Linked DNA regions of Danio rerio: region 2 is linked to region 1. Evidence: chromatin contacts called from public Hi-C data. All regions are on one chromosome and are shown on one strand. Each heading gives the region's core, a stretch centred on a gene start, on an enhancer-like site or on the middle of the called end of the contact. The rest is flanking DNA. Distances are from core to core; before and after follow the strand shown. Region 1 overlaps dock4b (dedicator of cytokinesis 4b). Region 2 holds the start of tnni4a (troponin I4a).

Evidence for each region. Hi-C and Micro-C count contacts between places; a contact is called where the count stands out from the background.
Region 2: a Hi-C map of an unstated tissue shows a contact between it and region 1, with 4 times the contacts expected there. The contact joins the promoter of tnni4a here to the enhancer-like site in region 1. A contact is called at or near these places in 3 of 18 Hi-C or Micro-C datasets (caudal fin, skeletal muscle and an unstated tissue).

What each region holds. Positions count from the first base shown.
Region 1 is chr4:7,434,964-7,441,390 of GRCz12tu, reverse strand. dock4b (dedicator of cytokinesis 4b) reads right to left here. Exons shown (of 52, transcript NM_001166228.1): 36 at 5,884-6,032; 37 at 4,936-5,022; 38 at 4,560-4,664; 39 at 4,326-4,467; 40 at 10-176. Among named protein-coding and RNA genes, the nearest start is that of dock4b, 88 kb to the right of the region's middle. Within about 2 kb of position 4,445, at least 9 of the 62 cell types and tissues checked have an H3K27ac peak or open chromatin away from gene starts, as enhancers often do.
Region 2 is chr4:7,871,113-7,878,356 of GRCz12tu, reverse strand. It overlaps tnni4a (troponin I4a), which reads right to left and starts at 3,800. Exons shown (of 7, transcript NR_130146.1): 1 at 3,651-3,800.

The DNA of each region.
Region 1 (6,427 bases), core at 3,196-5,695:
TTAGCTCACCTTAAATTCGTTTTCTTTGTCCTTGGTGCCCTTGTGAAATGGCCGGTCATAGCGAAACCTCCAGATGTGGTTGACCTTATAGAAGCTCTTGATGTTATCGGGGACGCCGTCACGCTGCAGGACATCCTGGCTGTCTGGGATTGGCGTGACAGCATAGATTTGCAGATCTGGATGAAGATCCGTCAAGGAATTTGCAATGTGTGACGCTCAAAAACAAATGCATTTGAAGTGCAATAATATTATATTATTAATAAATCTCCTAAAATGAATGAATGACTTTGCACATTACAGACACTCCAAAAAAAAATGATGTTTGCTGTTTTATTCCACCTACTTCTTTACATTTGAAGTAGAACAACACAATTACTGTTATTTTTTTTTTTTTTGGAGGCGGGAACAACTTAATTTTTAGACTTGCAGATCAGAACAAATATTTGTTGCAATGTGTGATGCTCCAAAATAAATGCATTTGAAGTGCAACAATAATAATAATATATTCATAAATCTTTTAAGAAGTGTTTTCATTCAAAAAAATCTATTTTAAAACAAAAATGCACTTGTTTACATGGCGCCATACAAAGCTACTGTATATATGATAAAGTCAATGCAAACAGCAACAAGCACATTCTTCAAAACGTCTCTTTTTGTGTTTGACAACAGAAACAGTCATACAAGCATAAAACAAATGCATTTAAAGTGCAATAATAATATTTTAATAGATCTTTTTAAATGAATGAATGATTTTGCACACTACATACACTCAAAAATATGACATTTGTAGTTTTATTCAACCTAGTTTCTTTAAAATGAGCTGAAACAACACACTTATTGTTTTTTGGGGAAGGGGACAACTCATTTTTTTATATTCAATCTACTTAAATTTGTATAAACTAGAACTAAAAGATAACACAATATTTATCTGAGCTTTTAATCCCATGCCCTCCTAGACATGCTTTGCGCTCATCTGATGCTGGTCTCAGTCAACGCAGGTAAAATCAATGGAAGGCATTCTCTTCATTGGCACCTAAGGTATGGAACCCTTTACCCTCAGATATTCGCAACACAGACTGTTTTTAAATCATTTCTTAAAATTACTTTTTACGGTTATTATTAGTTTTAGACCTATTACTATTGTTTTTATGTGTTTTTAATTATTGCTTTTTTGCATTTACCCTTGAATCTTTTAGTGCTGCACATTTTAAATGTCTGTAAAGTGCCTCGAGGGGCTACTTTTAAAGATGCTATATAAAAATAAAGTTTATTATTTAATATTATTATTATTTTTATTATTAAAAGTTAACTTAATTCAGGCTTCATACACATTTTTACTACTAAAATTCCATGACTTTTCAATGACTTTTCCAAAACTTTAAAGTAAATATTCATGATCTTGTTTCAAATTTCATGTTATGTCTATGTACACTTAGTAAATGACAAAAAAATGCATGTTCAAATTTATTACAGCATATCAAAAAAATATATGACAATCTATGGGGTTTATATTTATTTTTATATCTGTAAAATAGTTTTTAGAAAGTATCTTGCTGTCTGCGTGAAAGTTTCATAATGATGGCTTGTGTTTTCAAAAGACTTAAGACTAGTACAAAGTATCCTTCAGCACTCACAGTATCTTACCTCTGCAGTTAGATATTGCTCTCAAAATGCATCTTGATTTACAGTGAAAGAGAGGCGAAGGTAAAGTTGGTTTAGATTTTTTTAAGTTATTGCTTTTTTCTACCCATTTAATTTTGTTAAAGGATACACATCAAATATAGTATCAAGTATAAGCTAAGTTCATCTCAAATATTTTTTCAGACCTTTTCAGGTTTTCCAGAACCGTATAAACCCTGTTAATTCCTTCATGTCCTCCCAACACAAATCGTTTGTGTGGAACCCAGTATTTTTTGTAGTGTATGCATATATTTACAACAGTTTTATACAGTATTATTTGATTATTTAATATTAACTTTTATATTATATTATATTATATTATATTATATTATATTATATTATATTATATTATATTAATTATATTATATTATATTATATTATTTTATATTAATTATATTATATTATATTATATTATATTAATTATATTATTTTATATTATATTATATTATATTAATTATATTATTTTATATTATCTTAATTATATTATATTAATTATATTATATTATACTATATTATATTATATTAATTACATTATTATATTATATTATATTATATTAATTATATTATATTATACTAATTATATGATATTATATTAATTATATTATATTATATTATATTATATTATATTATATTATATTATATTAATTATATTATATTATACTATATTATATTAATTACATTATTATATTATATTATATTATATTATATTATATTATATTATATTATATTATATTATATTATATTATATTATATTATAAAGACAGAGTTCAATAAGAGATTTTGCTGTATTACTGCTATCCCCTCCTCACCAACAAAAGCAGACAACATTCCATTTGGAAAACACCCCCCGCAAAATGTTGAAAACCCCAACATCATGTGCCTTACAGATACGAGTTCTGATCAGCACATAAATATGAATCGAGCAGGGCAGACATCCAGGAAGACCAATGATTAATCGCTGGCTTTGGATAACAAAACGCTGCGCTCATGCAGTTTGACCGGGCCTGTCTGCTCTAATTGTGCTGAGGAGGACGTCACAAATTCTCTGAGCTCCAGGCCTCCAGGTCCGTGTCTCATCAATTGAGCAAACGCTCTCCTATGACCTGCTGTCTCCACCGCTGATGTGTGCACAGAGAGAGGGGAAGGGGATCGATTAGCAGACACGTGGATGTGTAGTTAAAGTTAGCGACTCTGGCTTTGCTGGAGTAGGGCTGATGTTCGATCACACTCATGTACTGTAAATATTTTATAATATGCACAGGTAGTGTTTTCAGCCAATGATAAACTTCCAGTGAAAGGTTTATGTGACTATTTTCAATTTTACATGGTTCCTTTGACGGATGTTGCAATGTAATTAAAATACAATCGGTTAAACAGATTTAAGTGTTCATTTAGTTGTTTAAGCGTAAAACAAGATGAAAACTAGCGCCATCAGTAACAGTAGGATACTGAAACTCCATTGAAAATACTGGGATGAAATAAATTTCCATATTTTGAAGACAGGACATGGAAAATTTTTATTTATCAATTAGGCGGTGAAGATCACTGATTTTGAACGAAATCAGGTCTTAAACATGCTGATTTTATAATAGCATGACATTTAGTGCTTAGGCTTGCTGATTGCAAACTAAAAGTCAGTGTGCATTTACTGTACTGTCTATTAACGAACAATCATATGTTAAACTTGTTGGCAAATCACCACCAGGTCCCACAATGATATTGGTGTAGGACAATTTGTAGTATCACAACATTGGGAAAGTTGACTGCGACTCCCAAATAATGTGATTTCAACTTAAAAGTCTGTGATTAAAGTAACAGGAAGGATGTTTCACATCAAAATGCTTATTTAATGCACACCAAATTTAATTCAAACTCTAGTCCTTAAGGCCTGGACACACCAAGGAAGATGTTCGAGAGGAAATACAAAGTAGTTAGTTGTCATTTTGTTGAATTTAATAAATATTTGCTTTGATAACTATTTAATATGGATTATGAGAATATCAGACATGTTTGCACAAGCAAATCTTTCTATGGTGAGTATGAATACTGTGAAAATGGTAAGCACTGGTTTGTTTGTGTGCAGCACTAGTTCCCTTTTTGTTTTAGCCAATATTTTTATTAGTTGTTTGTTTGTGGTATCGCTGGTTTTACAGACACCACATGAACATCACATTAAAATCAAATGTGGAACACATGAAAAAAAAACAAGTGAAGCATATACGTGGTTATGAAACATTTGATTTTTTTGTGATCACATTTCCACATGCGAGTTTCATATGAAAATATTTCAATACGTGTTCCATTTATGTTCCATTTATGTTCCACATATTTCACATGAAACTGCACAGGTTTTCTACCTCTCGATCATATTTTCACATGTCTTCAGTTATTCTTATTTGGTCACAAGCTTCACATAAAAACAATGTTTCACTAGTGTTCCCCATTTATGTTCCACATATTTCATTTGCGTTTTTTTTATTTTATTTTATTTTATTTTATTTTTTTATTCTGACCGACTGTTTTCCACACTTCATTTCAGTGTATTGTGTTCAGATTCCTAAGTATAAGCTATATTAAAAAAATACCAACTGTTGTGAACCTGCAAAAGTTAGACTCTTTTTAAGGCAGAGATGTGTGAAGGATACACTGGGCTTCAGCCTGGTAAATGGTCTGGTCAGGCTGGTTGGCGTGTTGCATTGCGATGGCATGAGGGAACTCATTGAGCATGCGCTGCTGGAACGCCTCCAGACGCTCGTAGTCATGACCACGACACACAAACTCCTTATTCTGCACATCACACGCACACACACAAATAACCTGGTTAATACTGACACCAAGTGGACTTCAGAGTTACTGTCAGAGACAAAGAAGACACAAACCCGTAGAAAGAAGGGGAACTTCTTGCCGTAAAAGCCCACTCTGAAGAACTCCGGCTCCAGCCGCTGTTGGTCCATGATTTTATCGTAAAACGAAGCCTCCATCATCTGTGATTTGCATATGGTTAGCAGACTGGTGCACACACTTCATGCATCTAATTAATTGTGAACATTTCCTTCATAAATATATATTTGCATGACAATATTCCACATTCTCTGCCTGTAAATGTTAGATAAATGACTTCTGTTATGAATGGCATTCTTGTAAAATGATGCATTAAGTCACTAATTAGGGTTGATGTGTAAGAGTTATGTTAATGAAATGTTGATCCCTTTAAGAGCTAAGGGAAATGCGCTTCTTTAAAGAGCTGTAACTCACCCTCATCTTGCTGAGGTTTCTGTAATCGTAGTAGGATTCATACTGGTCTGCTAACTCTCTGCACAGGAGGATGCCGTTCTCCCAACACTGAGGAGAGAGGAGCGTTTTAATTCACATGCAATTTTATAAAGTACCAGTAGGAGACACTAGAGCACCATTAATATGAATAAAATAGAAAATAAAATAAAATAAAATAAAATAAAATAAAATAAAATAAAATAAAATAAAATTAAATTAAATTAAATTAAATTAAAAAATAATTAAATTAAATTAAATTATTTGAATACAAAAACATTAATATTACTTTATATTTCCTAATTAAACCAATAATATAATAATAAAATACAATTTGCCTACAAAAAGTTAATTAATATGGCTTAATATTTTCTAATTAAAGGAAATGCTTTTTAAAGCAAGCAAGAATAAAGCACAAATAAAATAAATATAATGCTTTGAATACAAAAATATATGAATATTGCTTTCTATTTTTAAGTAAACCTATAAAATAAAACATGATTTGTCTACAAAAAAATAAACTAATAAGGCTTTATATTCTCCAATCTATTGTAGTTTGTACTGTACTTTTCTTTTATATGTCAGCGTGCACTTTGATCTGCAATATTTTATAGTGCTTAAAAAAAAGATCAGATCTATTTCATTTGCCAAACACTCATACACTAAGACGTATATCATTCATCAAGCAGAAACGTTTCAGTGATATTACTTTCTAAATCCTGCATCCCGACAGATGACTCCTGCCACAATGAAAGCAGACAACAAATGCACTGATTTTTCACTCTCATCAGCAGACAAAGTGATTAAGTCGCTGATTATGTACATAGCATTTCGTTGTGAAGGATAACTGCTCGAAATACAATCACCCATTGATAATTTCATAACAAGAAGCAAGATGAAAAATGAAAGGAAAAATGCAGAGAAAATTCAGACCTTTCCGCGATCAAAGTTCTGGATGATTGTGAGATGCAGATACTCCTTTCTCTGCCACTCGCTCTGCATGGGATAACTCAAAAACTCCCTCAAGGGCCTTTCAGACCATTCCAGCAGCTCGTCATACAGCAGAAGAGTATACGAGGCCTCTGTAGAGACAAAAAACATGATAAAATAACAGTGGAAAAGAAGATTAGAGAGTGATCCATCCATCCATCCATCCATCCATCCATCCATCCATCCATCCATCCATCCATCCATCCATCCATCCATCCATCCATCCATCCATCCATCCATCCATCCATCTATCTATCTATCTATCTATCTATCTATCTATCTATCTATCTATCTATCTATCTATCTATCTATCTATCTATCTATCTATCTATCACCTTTTTAAACATTTACACTAAAACATTTCCTGGATAAACACATACTTATCAATTTAAAAATATGCGTTATATTAAAATATGTTTTATCAAAATATGTTTTTCCTCCCCTTTCAATAAATATGTGCAAGTATATACATAGTGTATATCTCATA
Region 2 (7,244 bases), core at 2,551-5,050, 440 kb before region 1:
ATTTTCTCCGGGTGCTCTGGTTTCCCCCACAGTCCAGAGACATTCATGTAAATTGGATAAACAAAATTGGCTGTAGTGTGTGAGCATATGAGTGTGTATGGGTGTTTCCCAGTGATAGGTTGCACCTGTAAGGGCATCCGCTGTGTAAAACATATGCTGGATAAGCTGGCGGTTCATTCCGCTGTGGTGACCCCTGATAAATAAGGGACTAAGCTGAAGGAAAATGAATGAATGAATTAAAGTCTGTGGCTGTGGTCAAATGTGCTCAACAACTCTGATTGGCAGAGCAGTGATATAAACAAAAACGCTATTGGATCATTTAAAAAAAAAAAGAAGGGGGGTGGAGCTACTCAATATTGTCCATCTTTCAGTTTAGATGACATCATACATTGAAAAAAGCTGCGCATTTAAAGGCTCTTCAGGGGAACTTTAATACCGGTCCTCAGAAGATCCGTGACCTTTAGTCCAGCAATATATCTGTGCACATCAGCAATTTCCTCAGGATCTTCAAAGATACATTCATTACAGCTTGAGGTTCACAAAGATCGGGGTCCTGACTTTTCGGTCCCCGAGGAGAAAACAAAAACCTTGACTGTCTCGCATTGACGGCGGCCACTCTGAACAAGGGTTAATGGGGTTCTTTTGGGAAAATAATGTTAAGGGATTAAATCTGAAGACAAAAAGCAGAATAGGGTTGTGAATTCAATGCTGTTATGAGAGATGCTAATGACACAGTGCCTGAAATACTGTCATGGTGAGAGGACAGCATCAATTATTTTAAAAATGATGATTATTATGCATTTTCTGCGAGTATAGACAATATATTTGTGTTGTGTTAATATTCACTATTTTATTTAATATTTAGGATATTTTAGCATATGTCCACTTTATTATTTGCTGAGCACTGTAGTTATGAAGAATACACGTTGCATGTTCTCACGTGCGGGTTTCCTCCTTGTGTTCTGGTTTCCCCCACAGTCCAAAGTCAAGTGCTGTGTAGGTGAATTGAATAAACTAAACTGGCCGTAGTGTACGAGTGTGTGTGTGAGTGTGAATGAGTGTGTATGGGTGTTTCCAAGTACCGGGTTGCAGTTAGAAGGACACCCGCTGCGTAAAACATGCTGGAATAGTTGGCGGTTCATTCCACTGTGGCGACCCTTGAAAACTAAAGGACTAAGCTGAAGGAAAATGAAGGAATGAAAGTGAACAGTGTCATCTGAGGGGAAACGGCACTTTGAGTATTGGTAGTAAATGGCGCACTCTCTTCATCAGCTTGTTGTATTTGGCCGTGGTCCTGCTAATGTTAACGTCCTTCATAGATCTGGCATGACTTTGGGCGAGAGGCAGTCGAGTCATTGACCTTCATGGCTGACACTTTTAAGGGCTCTTGTGTGATAGTAAATGAGCCTGAACTGTAGTCAAGCGCTTCCAAGAAAATCAAAAGTGAGAATTTCATTTACAACTGCATTTTTTTTGCAGGTCACCGTGACTCCTCTCATCCTCCTCGTTTCTCCTCTAAAAATGTATTCTATAAGTCAGTCAATCGCATGACTGTAACTTGTCTTTTTCTGCTTAAGACATCTGAAATAATTAGATTTTTTTAAAATGCTATTTTTTTGAGTATATAAAGTTAAAGCCACAGTTTTTTTATTTTATTTGTTTTATTTTTTTCAAATATTTCCTAAATTATTTTTAACAGAGCAAGGAATTTTTTTAAGTATTTCTTTCTTAATTAATTAATTCCTTAGGGTATTAATATAGACCTTTAAGGTACAAATTTGTACCTTTTGAACAGGCAACACGGCTGTGACATCTTGCGAACCTTTATTTTTAAGAGTGTAGGGATAGTTCACCCAAATAGTTAAATTCACTCAGTATTACTTTACTCTCTTAAGTGGCTCTAAAGCTTAATGAGCTATTTTTTCCTGTTAAACACAAAAATACACTTAAAAAATTGCAAATAATTGATATGCGTTAAATTTAAACAAACAAAATAGAGTATTGTTCAACTTGATTTGTTTGTTTAAATTCAGCCCAAATAAATAGTTTACAACCGCTTAACATAAAAAATAAAAATGTAAATCCAAGGAATCATCTTTGCATCTTTTTTTTCAGTGTTTTTCAAGTTTTTAGCATGTTTCAAAATATCTTCTTTTGTGTTCAACAGTAAGAAAGAAGCTCTGACAGGTTTGTGACAAGGAGGAAGAGTAAATTATAACAGAATTTTCAAGAAAATTCTATTTAAATTATAAAAAAAATAAATAAATAAAAAACTTTTGACCAGTAGTGTGTGTGTGTGTGTGTGTGTGTGTGTGTGTGTGTGTGTGTATATATATATATATATATATATATATATATATATATATATATATATATATATATATATATATATATAACCTTACTCACAACAAAGTTGAATATACAGTATACATATACTCAAAAAATTACGTTTACTGCTTGCTCAAACTACTTATTAAAAATTAGTTGAAGTGACACGATTTTTAAGGTTTTGATGGGAACAAGAAAAAATGTTTGATCAATCCACTTAAATATGTACAAATTATTAAGCTAACTTAATAGATTTGTGTTGGGACAACATGAAAAAAACATTGTGTGGAACCCAACCTTTCTTATACAATGAAAAAAAACTATTCAAAGATGATTGGATTTATGGTCTGAATTTAAACAAACAAATTAAGTTGAACATTAATAAATGTAATTTGTTTGTTTAAACTCAACTCATATAGGTTGTTTGCAACAATTTTGCAGACAGCACTTTTTTCAGTGTAGTATATACACTGTAAAAAAATGCAGAACTTGACACAATTTATTCATGTTGTTCCAACACAACTCGATTAGGTTAGCAGGTCCCACTTTATATTAAGTGTCCCTAACTACTATGTACTCACATCAAAAAAATAAATACAATGTACTTACTGTGTTTATAATGTGTTTGAAAACACTTGTGGTGCTTTTGACTTGGGATAGAGGTTGGGTTATGGACAGGTTTGGTGGTATGGGTAGGTTTAAGGGTGGGTTATTGTGTAAGGGATGGTCAACAGTGTATTTACAAATGTAATTACAGAAGGTAATTACAGATGTAATTACATACATGTATTTAATCAAGCCTAAGTACACAGTAAATACAAGTATTTACACAATAAGTACATTGTAATAAACTATTGGTTCCTATGTAAGTACATATTAGTTAAGGCCACTTAATATAAAGTGGGACCTTATATTGTTGTTTCATCTCATTTTAGTACATGTAACAATGTTTGAACAAACAGCAAGCTTAATCTTCTGAGTGAATATAAAATAAAGACACCCTTGACAGTTTGACAGGACAATACACTGGAACCATCTCAAACAATATACAGTTACAACCAACACAAACTCCATCCAGAATGTCGGTCCAGTCATTGCTAAAGAGGGCCTGTCGTTGACCTCAAAATAGCCGGCACTATTAGACCGCGCATCCTAGTGTCATTAATCATGCCGGAAAACATGCAAAAATAAACAAAAACTCAAGTTTCCATTTGCCTGAATCAAAGAGAGTCTTCATTGCTCTCCAACTTAAAAGAGCTCTGAAGTGGAGCTTTGATTTCTCCGGTTAGACATGATAAAACACACTGATCCAGGGCTCTTACCTTTGAAGAGGAGTCGAGGAGCTTGAGCGCAGGAGTGATGGAGCACAGGCAGATTTTCAACCATTGATCCCAACCTCACCTCTCACATGTGAATGGACAACCAAAATAACCCGTGCATGCAGCGCCTCCCATCACACCACTGTCCTGAAACTGCACAATTCACATGCATGCATTTAGCACTGGCTTTAGCACAGATAATTATTGGACAAACAAACAAAAATGCTGTTAGTTATCAATATGAACTCATTGATTGGTTTCAGGCGATTGTCATTCTACCCAAACATAACACAGAGCCTCGGTCAGGTGCTGCAGATAGAAATGCACATAATTGCTTAATTGAGCATTTTATGGCGTGTCTCACACTGTCATTCACTGATGCTCGGAGGCCTGGATTTTAAATGAGAGTCCTAGCATTCAGTGGAGCGTGGCATTAATTACAGGCAAGTATCACCTCGAGACTGCTGGGAAGAACATGAAAATAGATCAGAGCATTTAAGTCATAAAATAGGGAGGACGGGGTGGATTTATGTCCAACTTTTGAGTTAAAAGCCTCAGATTACAAGCACAAGCCCATAATGAATTTAAAGTTTTTTTTATGGTTAAGTTTTAGGCTAATTTTGTCGAAACTGTTTGGTATTTTTAATGCAATTTTTTTTTCATAATATAAATAAATAAATAAAAGTAAATAGACTTAATAATTTTTTTAAATGTATATTTTTACATATTTAAATTTTAATCTTACGAACAAATAAACAAATACATAGTTAATATAAATATAGTTTAATAGTTTAATCTAAATAATTACATCTAAATGTTTTTTTATTTACATGTTGCCTAATGATAATATAAATTATACAAAAAACTAAAAATAAATAAATATTAAATATTCATATATAAATAGATAGCCAAATAGTTTAATCTGAATAAATCTCATTTTTTATATGTTCAGTTTGCCTACCGATAATAGAAATTATACAAATAAATAATTGAATGAATTAATTAATGAAGTAAAGAATGGAAAAAAATATGAATAAAAAATTACTTTACGTGAGTGTTATGTACATATTTCCATTTTTTTTAATGTATACATGCGTATAGTTAAACAGAAATAAATGAGTACATTAATTTGACGTAAATTAATAAAGATAAATTAATGAATAAATGAAAAAATATATAATAAAACAGTAAAAATAAAAATATACATATATATAGTTAAATAGAAATAAAAAAAATGCATTTGGCATGAATGTTTTTAAATGTTTATACTTTTCCTAACGATAATAAATACAATAATATAAAAACATTTAAAAAAATTATATTGAATAAAAAAAATTTATTAATAAAATGGACAAATAAAAAATAAATACATAAACAAATAAACAAAAATAAGTAAATAAATAAATAAACTAAATAAAACAAGCAAACAAAAAAATATAAATAAATAAATAAATGCATAGATAAATAAATAAATGAATAAATATAAAAATAAATATATAAATAATAAACAAAGTAAAACAAACAAACAAACAAATATAAATAAACCAAAATAAATAAATGAATAAACAAAAATAAACAAACAAACAAATAAACAAAATAAATAAATATTTACATTTTATCTAACATATAATTTGCATTTGTATAACTACCTCTTATTGCAAATAACTTACCTTATATTTAAATAAAAAATTGTATTCACCAAATAAAACTTATTAAGCCTGTAATTAAAACAGGCAGATCATCCACTGCAATGCTGTAAAAAATGCTGGGTTCCACACAATCAGATTTATGTTGGGACAATATGAAGGAATTAAGTTAACTTATTAGCTTTTACAAATTTAAAAAAAAAAAGCCCTCAATAATTGTGTTGTTTCAGCTAATTTTAAATGCGTAGTTTAAACACACAGCAAACATAATTTTTTTGAGTAATCCTTCAGACTACAAGTTTCACATGGATGAACACACGACCCCTATAATGGATTTCTTTTTGAACGTTTGACCACTGGTCTACGTGCTGAACCTGTCTGGCTGTTGTGTTGGTAAAGAGCGTGAACGGGGGACGCTGGAAGGGCACACACACCTTTAGAGGAATGTGGAAAATGAAAACAGCAGCTGTCGACAGAAGCAAAACCCAAACGTCCCATGACGCATCGCTCACGACCGAATACATGTGCGCCTCTGATCACTCTTATTTTTAGGAGCGCCTCTTTTTCACTCGTCGCCATCACACTCTTCACTGTCAGCACTGATAACACACTTTAATGACCTGAGCTGACAGTGAAAGATTTGCCCATCACAACTATGCAAGCTAATAAACCGTAGAGGCGTTCTGAATGTTGTGTTGATCTGATATTTAGACCAGCAGACAGATTGTATGCAATGTAAAATTAAGATGCTTTCTGTACAGTCAACTCAGTTTACTTGTATTGACCTTATTCTTCACATACAATATAAGTGGATGCAGCCATCTGAATCTTTTTGGCTTGAGACATCTGGACTCATTCACTTACATTCAATTTTAGACATTAAAAACAGCTCATTATCATGCTAATTGATGTTGCAAATTGATGTTTTCTTCTTATACTATCCTACTTTTTAGGTATAGTCATGAATATAGTACACTTATTTGTAGAGCAAGTAGTTTGATTGTTTATTAAGCCTAGTCATTTCTCCCAAAGGCCACTGAATCAGGCGTTCTAAAACAATCACAGAATTGAGTAGACTTCCACATATCTAAATAAGGTCAATAGTGCTTTTAACAATGATTATCACTCTAAAGCAGCTAAACAAAAGGTGCACATCATTCCATTACAGTCTAAATCAGTCAGAAAAAGTAAAGAGTGAATATACTGGCCTGCCATTACATAAATATAGTAAACACAAAGGAGCTTTTATATGGAAATAATAAGAAGAATTTATAAGTGAAGTAGATGATAACACATTATTTGGCATGAAATAGCAGCTTGTGATGTCCAGTAATGTAACAAGCTGTTTTGTAATGGTATGTTTTTCTAAATTATACAAATAAATGCCAAAATTACTGTATATACTTCCTAAAATGTTTTTACATACATTTTCATACATATACAACAGTTTTACTTGGATACTTTTTACAAATTTAAATGTCTGCCTAACAAACAAACCTAACACATAGGCAAATAAGCAATAAATGAAACAAATACATTTAAATCTACATCAAACAAATACATAAATGGTCATATATTGACATAAATGAATGTTATATATATATATATATATATATATATATATATATATATATATATATATATATATATATATATATATATATATATATATATACACATCACATCTTTCAATTCAATTCATCTTTATTTCTATAGCACTTTTACAATGTACATTGTCAAAGCAGCTTAACATAGTTCTAGTAAATTGTAAATGTGTCAGTCCAATTTTCAGAGTGTGATTAATGTGTGAGATTATATATATAGTTTTATGCAAAAGTTTGTGCACCCTCTCTTTTGTGTGGATTTCAAAACCTGCAGTCACTTAATGCTGACTGAATACAAGACAAAACTGATTTGAGTGACTCAGTGAACCTCAATCCTAACACAGGTG